2 separate regions of the Mus musculus genome follow, and region 1 is linked to region 2. Evidence: chromatin contacts called from public HiChIP or PLAC-seq data. All regions are on one chromosome and are shown on one strand. The core of a region is the stretch at or near the end of the contact, and the rest is flanking DNA. Distances in the headings are between cores, read along the strand shown.

Region 1 (6,337 bases), core at 70-2,569, 180 kb before region 2:
AAGTGCTTTTGGAACATGGTTACTATGTTACTTTGTTTCTTTCAGAAAGAAGTGTTCAAGGTTTTTCTAGGTATTAGATAAAAAGCCTTAAAAACGGCAGTCTCAAAAACTGCTGCAGCACAGCTCACTCTGAGAAACTCCCCAGCAGTCTGTGACTTGCCTAGCTGCCCTCTCCTGTAGTCATTTTGCTTCTGTGTTTAATGATGACACACCTCCTGTCACCAGGGGGCCACTTTAGCTCTTTATATTTTATTTCTGCCTTTTTTTCCTGCTCTTAAGTTTTTTTAAATGCCTTGTTACACTTTCTTGTGTGTGTGTGTGTGTTACAGAATGTGTGATTGTATGTGTATGAGTGTGTGTATGTATGTTACAGTGTGTGTGGTTGTGTGTGTATGAGTATGAATATGTTACAAAGGTTAGGTTTGGCCCTCTCCTTCCCCCATGTTGGTTGCAGGGATTGGCTTGAAGTAAAAGCAGGTACCTTTACCATGGAGTTCCCTCTCCATCCTGTGTGCTAAGTCTTTGCCATCTGGGCTAAGAGATTGGATGATGGAGTAACTTAACATTCCTCAAGGTATCTATCTTAAAACGTTCTGAGGTCTCTGTCTTGGTAAGGTTTCACTGAAGCCTGAAAGCTCTTTGCCATTGTAGAAGGGATTGGGTACGCCTGGGAGACAAGGTGTGGCACTCTTAGGGTCCCTGTAGAATTTACCTCTTCTGGGTTTGGTCTTTGTGGTCATTTCATCTAGCCATCAAACCCTCTGGCCTGGCCATTTTGCGTCTGTCCACTCATCCAGGTTTGTTCTGTGCTGAGAGTCCCTGATCTCTGAGAGCTCACTAGGAGCCCTGGCTCATTGCCGGTGTCTGCACTTCCTACTTCTCCTGGGCAGAGACTTAGATGTCATGGAAGTTGTGCTGACCATTCACAGGAATGTCGTGAGGCCTGATAGAATTAGTGTGAATGATGCTCAGAACTCCTGCAGACCCTTCCAGAAAGCAACTTGTTGATTATGCTTAAAAGCCTTCTCCCTCCCCCGCTAAAGGGTGCTATACTTAGTTGTTAGTACCCAGGCAGGTGTTGAGATAGTTTACATGTGAGCTTCATTCATACTAGATCTCTAAGTAGAGATATAAAAATGCAGGTTGGTTGTATGACATGATCTAGAAGTCATGTGCTGAAGAACCAATTACTTATTCTGTAGGCAGAGAGATTGAGAGTCAGGGAGCCTGTGCAGAAGTATTCAGACACCTGAAATACAGCAGGGTCTGCCTAAGTGCTTCCAGGGTGCCAGGCATGCTGTGCCTGCAGGCTGCCTGGGCGTGCGCTGGGCCTGGAAGGGATCACAGGGTCTCTGACTCCTACTCGACCACCATAGCAGGCGTTCACGGTGGCCCAGACTGATTCTGACTTTCCTTATATTGTCCCTTGAGAAAGAGTAGAAGGAAATATACACGAAATTCCACATCTCACTTATAGAAAATACATGTTTGCAGTTACAGTCATCCTTAGCAAAAATATGCTGCTAAGCTGACTCGGCTGCAAGTGAGCAGGGCTCATCGTTCTGGAATGTTTTCTTGTGATGCTAGGCTGCCATCCTTGGGATGTCCAGGCGGGGTGTCAGAGGTACTGTGGTATGAAGGGCCCTGGAATCTAAGTGTTCCAGTAAAAGTGTCTGGTTCTGTCAGCAGCCTTACTTAAATACCATTCAAAAACAATGAACTAAACAAACCAACCCTTGGTAAACGTTTTCCGTAGATAAGCCCCTTTCCTCTCTCGGTTAATATTTGCAGAGCTGAGATATGGATTTGGGGTCTAGAGATTGTGTATATACGGTGATGTAACTTTTTTCCTTTTTTTTTTTTTTTTCCTCTAAAAGTTTGGTCTGTGGGGCGTGCTATGAAAGAAACCTCTGTATATTCATAGAGAACTTATATTTGGACTTTTTTCCTCTCCTGAAAATAGTACTTTCCCTAAGTAACTCTGGGTGTTCTGCCATGACTGTACTGTGAATGACTTCACGAAAGCCACTTAAAAGTATATTCAAAGCCAAGTTACAAGGAGAAAAGTGTCTGTGACCACTGTCCTGGCCTGTCAGGTGTCCAGGTGTGGAGCTAGGCCATGAGCACTCGAGGTTCTGTCCCCAGCCCACACCTATGGATCTGTGGAGTGTCGATGACAGGCCTGCACAGCCAATGAGTTAGTTTCCTTCCCTTTCTCTCGAGAGCAGGATGGGAGTTCTCGGGGGGCTTGCCATTCATTTTGTTCTGCTATAGTTTTATTTTTAATGGAAAGAACTCTATTTCACAGGATTTCTGTCAGAGCTTCCATGCTTCTAATTGGATGCAAAAAGCCAGAATATTTTTAAGCTTAAGATTTTTTTTTCCAGACGGCTGTGATTTGACTTCACTAATGAATACATATCAGACAAGAAGGCAAATTCCAGACTATTCGTGCCTCAACCAACCAGCTGGGCACATACCTCTCGGTACTGCTCATGTCTCAAGAGGGTTTTCTGCATGAGCAATTATCACCTCCCTTTCCTTCATTCAGGTGGCAAGCCATGGCAAGTGTCTTTCCTGCACAGGGTAGAACTCAGCTGTAAAATTAGATTTCATTGGCATAAAAACACAGCAGCCGCCAGCACAACCGTGTGTTTTGGTTCTCATCCTTCGACTGAAGTTCTTCCTCCCTTTAATAAGGAGGCCGAAGCCACTCCCGAACCAGTAAGACAGTTCAGGCGTCACAGGCTCCCGTTTGATTCTAGCTTTAGTTTAATCTGTAGTGAGTAAGCAGGGCAGGGAATTGGTGCTAAAAACATAATCTCTTAAGAGCAGAAAGGAGTGTGAGGGCTCTTCTCTAATTCTGCTACTTTATAAAACACAGAATTAATTGTTCAACTTTAGAGTCAATTCCTGATAAACTCCAGATTAAAACTTTCATTTTCTAGTAGTGAGTGTTGTGACAGCCTCCCCATCTGGTCCCTTCCCCCTCCATTCTCCCTCCTCCTTTCTACCCTCCCCCCCCCCCCCCCAAGCTGGCCCTTTTGAGCTGTTTTCACAGTGGAGCGCGGCAAAAACTCAGTTAACCATTACTCTTCCTCCTCTGTTCCTTCACATCCTTTCCCTCTAACTATTTAATTTGGTTTCTAAAACAGCCAAGGGGAGGATTTACCTGTGCCAGGTACCCTTCCTCGTGTCCATAGAAAGTGTGCAGGAACGATTTAGTGTAAGGAAATCCGCCTAACCACCCCTGGGCTTTTGTGTCTAATGTCTGTGACCCTGCATCAGGCTCACGGTGGCCACTGTGATGATACAGTGCAGTGCTCCTGGGAAAGGATGCAGGAAGTGGGCAAGACAACAGTGTGTGTGTGTGTGTGTGTGTGTGTGTGTGTGCATGTGTGCGTGTGCGCGAGTGCACATGAGCAGATCTTAGGATTTTAAATGGAGACTTTGATGTGTTTCCGTGTTGTTTTAGTACCTTCCCTCTATGAATTCTGTTGTTATTTCCATAGTTGTTTTATTAAAAGCCCTGGTTAGGGGACTGGAGAGATGGCTCAGAGATTAAGAGTACCTGTGCTTGCAGAAGATCCCATTTTGATTCCTAGCAACCACATGTTGGCTCATAACCATCCAAAACCCAGTTGCAGGGGACCTGATGTCGTCTTCTGACCTCCTCGAGCACTAAGCATACATGTGGTACACAGTTGTACATTCAAGCAAAACACTCATATATAAAACTAAATCCAATAAACAAACAAACAAACAAACAAACCCAGGTTAGCTTTGCTGCAAAGGCCGGATAGCAATGTTGGCAGCTTCTGAGTTTCTAGGTTCCGAATCGGGAGTCACAGGAAATTATTTTTCAAAACCAGTATTTGAGCCTGGTGGTGGCTCATGCCTTTAACCTCAGCACCCAGGAGGCAGAAGCAGGCACATCTCTGTGACTTTGAAGCCAGCTTGGTCTACAGAGTGCGTTCCAGGACAGCTAGAGCTACACAGAGAAACCCTGTCTCAAAAAACCAAAAACCAGAAACGAAACAAACAGAAAACCAGGATGAGGTAGAAAAGGGAAGATGGAAATGGAGTGTCAGATGGTGTTTGACAGAGCATCTATGGCGGACTGCTTACAGCCGCTGTCTTGCTGGTTTGCAGGCTCGCTTCTTTCTGAGGCTTGCTCATAAAGAGAAGGAAGGAAGTGCGCTCTTAGGAAACTGTCAATCCTTGTGACTGACAGCAGTATAAGTAGTGATCACCTCGAGCGGGAGGCTCTCGTGTGCATCCTTTTCTTTACTCGCCGCCATATAACTCTATGTCAGATTTTGATTTCTTTTTTCATTTTTACTACAAATACAACGTAAACACACAAATCAGCTGCACAAACGCCTGTCATAACTTAAGCTTTATCAGGTTTTGTTTCTCTCTTAGAAGTGATTTAGAAGCCAGTCTTGCTATCCCTTGTAAAAACTCAGTCATCTCAAGAAAATACCCAGTATAGCAATTTCTTTTTTTTTAAAAGATTTATTTATTATTATATGCCAGTACACTGTAGTTGTCTTCAGACACACCAGAAGAGGGTGTCAGATCTCATTACTGGTGGTTGTGAGCCACCATGTGGCTGCCGGGATTTGAACTCAGGACCTTTGGAAGAGCAGTCAGTACTCTTAACCGCTGAGCCACCTCTCTAACCCCCTAGTAATTTCTTAGTAGCCTCCCTAACTTCTCTACCACAATCCTTCCAAGCTTCAACAGCACAGCCCTCCCCCACCCCAACAGCACAGCCCTCCCAACTCCAACAGCACAGCCCTCCCCCACCCCAGCAGCACAGCCCTCCCCCACTCCATCAGCTCTCCCCCATCAGTACACCCCCACCCCCAACAGCACAACCCTTATCCCCAGCGTCTGATGATTTCACAGTTTCCAAGTGTCACTTGACTCTATGTACACTTCTTCCAGTTCCCTGAATCCTTAGAAAAAGCCTTAAGTGTTAGGTAGCTACAACATTTTTCTGGTATACCTTAACATTCATAGTTTTCAGAAAGTTGCCCTGTGCTAGTCTCACCATCAGAAACTGTTTTGCTTGTTTGTTTTTGAAAGGCTGAACCCCTGTGTGGACTGTTCACCTGCCTTGGTCTCCTGAGCAGCTGGGATTGCAGGCACGTACGATGATGTCACTTGGCTTCAACTGGTATTTTCAGTAGAGAAGGAATCTTTCACAAAGTCTGAATCAAGCTGTGAATTTTCTAGTGAGCCCATAGCAATCTCTTCTTTAGACTACAGAACAAGCATGCATTTTCATGGTATTTAGTTTGTCTGATAATGCCTAGTTAATCTGTTTTTAATGGAAAAGATACTCTACGGAATTTGTGGACTGGAACTTAACGTTATTGACTTTGGAGCGCCAACTTTGAGGTTACTTGCAAGTTCCTTTTAGTTCCCTGTGTTCCATGGGTTTAGAAAGTGCATTTATGGGATGGGGAGGTAGAGGAACGATAACTGCCTGGGATACACTGGCTAGAGAGACTAGCTACAGTTTGCAAGCCAAAAGTTTAGTAAGAAACCGTGACTCTATCAATAGCCCCATATACACCTACACATGCATACATGCACTTATGACATGTGGACCTATACATTTGGCATGCATACACACATCCATGTACATCAGACATGTGAATTCTTAGTTGTCCCCTTACTCCCTGGCCTACATGTCAGCACATTGCTCCCTCGGGGGGTTGGGGAGCTGAGTGAGGGGGCCTGAGCCTTTGCTTGGCTGTGATTGTCTAGCTGTTCATCCCCCTTAATGTGCCTTGGCCCAGCTCCTGAGTTCTGCTGGCCTTGCTTTGCTCTGGGTGGTGCTCTCCTGTTGTTCTTTCTCTTGTCATCTGAAACTGATTCGTGTACAGAACTGCCAACTCACATCTTGAAATAATGTAAGGAAATTTGGGTCATTGGCCCACTGAGTAAGGATCAGGACATTTTGTTACTAATTTGAAGGCCAGGTTCACAGACGTAAGAACTCCCAGCAGTGATTAGGGCCTTGGCTTTTGCGAAGGATGCTCTTCCTAGTAGATAGTTGCTCTGGCCTCTGGAGATGGATCAGCAGTTCTTCCCTGCAAGTCAGGGTTTTCATGAATTTGGCTTTTTTATGTTTCAGAGAATAGGCTAGTGCCAAAATACTTTTTTACACTTGGAGGAAGGCAGGCAAAGAAAGAAGAAAAGTACCAAACCAAATGCCTAGAGAGATGGAGAGACTGGCATACCTGTTTGAGATGATTGCAAACTATGTTTCTTCAAAGGAGTTCATTATAGCCATGAGGATCCGCTCCTTTCATCTCTAAAA
Region 2 (6,959 bases), core at 3,374-5,873:
GAAAGCATTCAGGCTCGACAGGCTTCATATTAAAGAGGTATTAGAAAGAAGAAGAAGAAAACAGACATTCAGCAAAGCTACTGCAGTTCCAAAAGGAGCCACCAGCTGAGACGCAGCAAGTTGGCCTAGTGACCAAATTCAGGGACATGAATCCTGTGGGGCAGCCCACCCCGCCCGCCTGGCCTCCACTTGGCTGGAGTGCCGAAGAGGCGGAGTCAGTAGTGTTAAAAAGCACAGTAAAACAACAACAACAACAACAAAACACAATAAGTAACATTTGTAAAAGACCCCCCCCCCCAAAGTATATAGAAAGTTTGGGGAATGTTTATAAATCAAATACTATTTTATGTTGACAGAGGCAGATTTTCAAATAATAGCTAATGCTTTAGACTGACAGGCTTCCACATATCGATGGAATGATATATGAGTGCTTATGGTTTTTCAAATGGGAAATTAGATATGTTCAAGCTTCCACTGTCAGTGAAGGTTTACATAGTGTAGGTCGCGGCTTTCACATGTAATAGAAGTGTCTCCAGACGATTCTGGCGTGTTCCCTCTTCTAACAAAATCTAACTAAAGTGAGGTAGGTTTGCTGGGATGTGTTTTACCTAGAAAACTTATTGTGTGTGTGTGTGTTGTGCTGTGTGTTCATACATGTACAGTTGCATGTATCTGTGTGAGTGAGTCACAGCCCGAGGACAGCCTTGGGTGTGGGTCCTTAGGCACGTACCCCCTGTTTTAAGGCTGAGTTTCTCACTGATCTGCCTAGACTCTCTACCTCCCTATGCTTGAGCCAGGAAAATCACATTTTTTAACCTGGTTTGGGGGAGTTGAACTCAGGTCCTTATACTTGCATGGCAACTATTCTACCTCCTTGGCTCAGGAAACTTTTCCCTTCCCTTCCCTTCTTTTCCCTTCCCTTCTTTTCCCTTCCCTTCTTTTCCCTTCCCTTCTTTTCCCTTCCCTTCTTTTCCCTTCCCTTCCCTTCCCTTCCCTTCCCTTCCCTCCCCTCCCCTCCCCTTCCCTTCCCTTCCTCCCTTCCCTTTCCCTTCCCTTCCCTTCCCTTCCCTTCCCTTCCCTTCCCTTCTTCCCTTCCCTTCCCTTCCTCCCTTCCCTTCCCTTCCTCCCTTCCCTTCCCTTCCTCCCTTCCCTTTCCCTTCCCTTCCCTTCCCTTCCCTTCCCTTCCCTTCCCTTCCCTTCCCTTCCCTTCCCTTCCCTTCCCTTCCCTTTCTTCCTTCTTTTCTTTTTCATAACTAAAGTCAGACTGGGCAAAGCTGTCTGCTAAAATGACTTAATAGAAATGGGTAACATCCCTTGGTATTTCAGTCCTGCCGTCATCAATAATCTGGCTAGCCCTAGGCAGCGGGACAGCTGTGCCCAGGCCTAGCTCTGAGCTTAGCCATCGTTGGTGTGGCACAGAGGAGATTCTAGCAGAGTCCTCGGCAGAGTCCTCGGCAGCACCCGGACTGTGGCATGGTGCACCAGCTATGCCAAACACAAGCAATCTGGAGCAGCAGATGTGAAGACAGGCTCTGTCCTACTCTTAGTAGAAAAATGAAAGATAAGTTTATCCCGACTGGAGAAATGAATACAAGGAGCCAGGCCTACACCCCTGGCCACATTGAGGCAGACCTGGCTCCGAGGCTACTGACCTACTTTGACATGAACTGAAATAACCCTTGCCATGTTCTGACCCGACTCCACTGCCAGAGCCTGTGAGTCAAAAAGAAAGGCGGCCTTTCAGGTTCACTGGCTTGCTTCCGTTCATAAACTTGGGCATGCCCCTGCTTGTTTCCACGGCTCACTCTGAGTTCATCTGAGGGCAGTATTAATCTTTACTAGAATGTGAGACAGTCTCGGAGCACAAACTGTGCAGACCAGCCTTGGGCTGCTTCAGTTGGCTTGGGGTTGGACATTCCAAGCCTGGCCTGCCTCCTTTTCTAAGTTCTACGACCCCTGCCCACTTCTAGCCATATGGTGCCAGTTCAGGTACTGACCCTGACCCTCAAACTCCTGGTCAAAACTGCTCTCGAAGAAAAGGACTTGGACTTGCCAGCGAGCTGGCTCCTGTTGATGGCACCTACAGACCTTCCCAACCCAAAGATCCCAGCCCTGCTCCCTTTTCCTGTCCTCGTGGAAAGAGAAGGACTCAGCTCACCTTCTCAGCCCCGCTGTGTGCTTTTGGAAGCCTGGTCACCACAAGGGTATCTGCCATGGTTCACCGGGCCTATGGTGCACACCTCACTCTCTGAATCTGGGCCCGCAATTGCTTCTATTCCTGCCCCCACAGTCTATGGGAGCCACCATATGAGGGAGCACAGAGCACAGGTCACATTCGCTTGCAGTCTTGGAATGAGAGTGCATGCTACACTCTGCTCTGCGCGGTTCCTCTCTGAGGAATGGCAACAGCCTGCAACTTGGATTTGCTTTATACTCTGTGACGTCTAGAAAGCTTTAATTCCTGATCCTCTGAAAAGCTTGAGTACCTGATCAAACTCAGCGAATACTGTTTCTAAAATTCCATTCCAAGTTCAGTCAGCTCTTATCTTAGTCATGTTGGGGAGGAAAGGGTTTATTCAGCTTACACTTCCACATTGTTCTTCATCACCAAAGAAGTCAGGACTGGAACTCAAGCAGGTCAAGAAGCAGGAGCTGATGCAGAGGCCATGGAGGGATGTTACCTACTGGCTTGCTTCCCCTGGCTTGCTCAATGTGCTTTCTTTTCGAACCCAAGACTAGCAGCCCAGGGATGGCACCACCCACGGTGCTCTTCCCACCCACCCCCAACCACCACCACCACCACCACCACCCCCCACCGCCTTGGTCACTAATTGAGACAATGCCTTACAGCTGGATCTCATGGCTTCATTTCCTCAAGGGAGGCTCCTTTCTCCGTGATAACTCCAGCTTGTGTAAAGTAGACACACAAAACCAACCAGCACAGCTCTCAATCTTTCTACATATTCCTAAGTTCTATGTACATCATAGCACATCTCAGGGGTTGTTATTAAAGAAAGCTTGGAGCTAGAGAGAGCTCGGCATTTAATATCATTTAGAAGACCTGTGTGTGAGTGCTAGCACCCCCACCAGATGCCCCACATCTGCCTGTAACTCCTGTCTCAGGGGATCTGATGCCCTCTTCTGGCCATAGCAAGAACTGCAGTCACATCCACAAGCCCACCCTATGTAAAAGGAAAAATAAATAAGAAAAGTTTGGATAGTTTGTCCATAGAGGCTGGGTTGCTGCTTTTTAATGTCAGGGCAAATGCCGTGCGGGATCTGGGGCATTTCCATCTCCAGCTCTCTAGTGATACCTTGAAAAGAGAAATCTACCTTCTGGTGATTAACTACCCTTAACGTTGTAAACGGAATGGCTCTTGCACAGTGAAGCAAATCAACTAGTAAGGAAGAGGCCGACTTGTATTTACTGGCTATAGTTCTAAGTACCAGAAATGGGCAACGGAGGCCAAATATAGGCACAGGAGAAATGAGGCTCTGAGGGGAACCCACACAGGCGTGGAAGGGAAAGCAACTCAAGGGCAGGGTGTGCCTTTTTCAGCCTGTTTGCTCTGGGTTCACAAACAGGGGAGGAAGGCAGGCAGATCTCACTGCTGCTAAGATGACTGACTGTGAGCACACAGGATGCACATGTAGTGTAACCGGACACTGGCCAGAACTGCTGATGTACACAGAGGCAGCATCCCCATGAGTAGATCTACTGTATCAATCCACGCATCCAAGGTGAAAGCCGGTGCCAGTCACCAGTGTACCAGCCACACAGTGGCTTTGCTCTGTCATGCTGGGACGTGCGTGCTCTTACCTCCACCCGTCCACCCTGCACCTCAAGGTGTCTGAACCCTTGGCAGAGTGAGCTTTAAATCTTACAGATCATCAGGGCTTCCATTGAGACAGTGCCCTCCTGGCTGGGGAGGAGACGGGGAGCTGGATTATAAATGGGATTTACACTGCTGGGTGGATACTGCGTGTTTATGTTTAGTCTGTCTGCTCTAGTGTGTTTCTTCTTAATTACATGTCACCTGAAATGTGTTTCAGCGGTCTATATTCAGAGCCTGCTTACAGAAAAGAGATTCTTAAATTGGCTTAGAAGAAAACTGCTGGCTTCCTGCTTTAGGAAGTAATTTGCGAGTTTCAGACATACTCCTGGAGTCTCTGGACCTGGCGAGAACATTCACTCTGTTTTGCCTTTGTTAGTTAATAATGTGAGGTGGTTTGGTTCTGTTTTAAACAGGGTCTTAACCATGTAGCCCTAGCTGGCTTCCAACTCAATATGTAGACCAGGCTGGTCCAAGATTTTTGGTGATCATCTTGCCTGTGCCTCCTGAGGGCTGGAGTTGCCGGTGTTCACCCCCGTGCCTGGGTAGTATGTTTCCTTGTTTCATGATCGACCAATAAGATAATATTCATTGTGAGTGGAAATGCTGTTCATAAAACTGCTCATATGAATTTTTATGTCTCTGACCATGGCCCAGCTTAAATGGTCTTTTTCCTTAAATGTAGAACCATGAGACCCCAGCCGCAGACCTGAGTCTAGAGTCTCAGGCTGTATCCCAGCTCCCTCAGGAGCCTGGTGAGGGAGAATCACAAACTCAAGGCCGGCTTAAGGACCTTTGGTGACTCTGTCTTAAAATGAAATGGGATGAGGGGGTTAGGAGTGAGTCAGCAATGGAATGGTTGCCTGTCATGTTTGAAACCCAGGGCTCAACCCCGAGGACAAAAGACAGACAGACTGACAGGCACTCTACATGATGACAGGTTTTCTTTTTACACAGAAGAACTTGAAAACTCTTCATAAGAAACTTAGAATGAATACATGCTTATGCGCACGCTCTCTCTCTTTCTCTTTCTCTCTTTCTCTCTCTTTCTCTCTCTTTCTTTCTCTCTCTCTCTCTCTCTCTCTCTCTCTCTTTCTCTCCCTCACTCTTTGTATGTGTCTCTGTCTATCTGTCTGGGTGTGTATGTGTGTGTGGGGGGGTGGGGTTAGATATAGGCATTCAACCAATATTCCAAGTCTTATCAAACAATGATAAGTCCTTCTGCAGAGTTTGAGCTGCTCCTGATGTGGACAGGATGACTCAAAGGCTTGTGGCCAGTATTTAGGAACCAGTAAACAAACAGCTCACCATGGCCACCGTGATGGGTGTATCCAGGGGTTTGAGCCACTGTGACAGAAGAGACAAGACAAGCAGGGAGGCCAGCTGCCCAGATGGGGGTGGGGTGGGGTGTGAGGATTCCTGAGAAAGGCCAGGCCACTTCCGAGGTGCGATCCTTAGCTCTATGCAACTCTCCCTTGTTCAATGGCCACGGCCACCCACGCAAGTGAGGAGCATCTTAGTGACCGCAGTTCTTATCTGCCACATCGCCTTTCCTGCCACATCGCCCTGGGACTGACCTTCATCCTATGCTATCAACTAAACCCTGTTAGACGCCCAAGTCCGAAGGGCTCTGGGCCTCGTTGGCAGGTCTGTGTGGCTTTTGTGTTTAGAGTGCACTTCCATGTGGGGTGCTTCATGTTCAATGCCGGTTCCTCGGGATACCCACCTCCTGTTGTCTTAATTCATCCAAACTAGAAATTTCAGCTTTTGTTTAAAATATTCCTTCATTTTCTTATGGTAATTTGTTTTTTGGTTTTTGGGTTTTTTTTACAATTGTATACATTTGGAAATGTCATGGCAAACCCCCATCCATCCACACAGTAACTTTAAGTTTAAATGATGAATGAATGAATAAGCGTAGTGATAATAAACAGGTAGATGGAGAGTGCTATGTTCTGGGTGAGTTTCGGGTAGATGAACAGTCTCTGTGTCCTTCCAGGGAAAGAGAAACAGTGGTTTCAGACAGTGTTTCTTTGGAAGCCAGAAGCACTGCAAACTGACAAAGCTCTGTCCAGCCATGGGCTACACGTTCAGGCTCGCTGCTCGGAACGACATCGGCACCAGGTATGGCGTCTCCTTTTCTCCTTGCCTGTCAAATGTCAGGGCATGGCTCTGGCAGTCTCTCACATTGCTTGAAGGTGTGAGGATGCTGCCTCTGCACGGAGCACCTCTGAGAGCAAATCCTGAGGTGAGAGAAGGCCTCTGAGGTGGCCGGCCTAGCTGGACCTCTCTCAGCCTCACTGCTGTCATGGGGGAAGGCAACAGGAGAGCTTTGTAAAGGAAGCTGCCCTTCCCCCAACACCTGCTCCTATTCCACCTCACTTTGGGGGGTGGGGTGTAGGGGGCTAGGGGGGGTTTGAAACAGGGTTTCTCTTTGTAGCCCTGGTTATCCTGGAACTCAGTCTGTAGACCAGGCTGGCCTCGAACTCAGAAATCCGCCTGCCTCTGCCTCCCGAGTGATGGGATCAAAGGCATGCGCCACCACGCCCGGCTTCCACCTCACTTTTAATGGGACAGTCCTCCAGAGCCTTCTTTTTCATTTGTGTGACTGTTGCTGATACTGAGGGCTGCTGAGCAGCTATTATCAAGTCGCAGAAACAGAGAAAACCTGGACTGCCTCTGCTACAGATGTCTCTATGCAGGCGGCCAAAGGAATGAAAGAAACCACTCCTAACCTAGGGGCCTGTTGATTAAGGGGCTTTGAAAATAGATGTCTCAGTTCTTGCTAGATACCGCTTGATCAAGAGGAAAAATCTCTTTCTTTCATAAGTGCATCTTAAAGACTAGGCCATGCAGTGGCCCTAGCCTAGAGAACCTCTCTGAAACATCACAGAGTTTTTAGAACTTCCTCCCAGTGCCTGGAAACCAATATATCCTAAGAGTTTTCTGACTGGAAATGTCGGCACGATAAAGGCGTCTATGGTTGAGCAATTTTTAAATGAATTAGAAGCACTCACAGAGTTGGAAAACTGTGAGACTCAGGTTCCATCAGCAGAGTCGCTTGTTGGTGCCGCCTTCATTTGCAGTCCTTCTGTAGCCGCTGCTCTTACCTTAGTAAATACAGTG

What was found. HiChIP or PLAC-seq counts read pairs in DNA pulled down with a chosen protein or histone mark.
Region 1: an H3K27ac HiChIP or PLAC-seq map of extraembryonic endoderm stem cells shows a contact between it and region 2. The contact joins two enhancer-like sites. A contact is called at or near these places in 2 of 484 Hi-C or Micro-C datasets (liver and nephron progenitors) and 2 of 115 datasets of contacts at active chromatin or transcription factors (extraembryonic endoderm stem cells and heart atrium).

What each region holds. Positions count from the first base shown.
Region 1 is chr3:27,648,098-27,654,434 of GRCm38.p6, reverse strand. The region is part of intron 1 of Fndc3b (fibronectin type III domain containing 3B); the gene reads left to right. Among named protein-coding and RNA genes, the nearest start is that of Fndc3b, 59 kb to the left of the region's middle. Within about 2 kb of position 1,319, at least 54 of the 459 cell types and tissues checked have an H3K27ac peak or open chromatin away from gene starts, as enhancers often do. A contact at or near this core is called in extraembryonic endoderm stem cells, where this site is marked.
Region 2 is chr3:27,469,220-27,476,178 of GRCm38.p6, reverse strand. Fndc3b (fibronectin type III domain containing 3B) reads left to right here. Exons shown (of 26, transcript NM_173182.3): 12 at 5,833-5,957. Among named protein-coding and RNA genes, the nearest start is that of Gm32738, 9.8 kb to the left of the region's middle. Within about 2 kb of position 4,623, at least 15 of the 459 cell types and tissues checked have an H3K27ac peak or open chromatin away from gene starts, as enhancers often do. A contact at or near this core is called in extraembryonic endoderm stem cells, where this site is marked.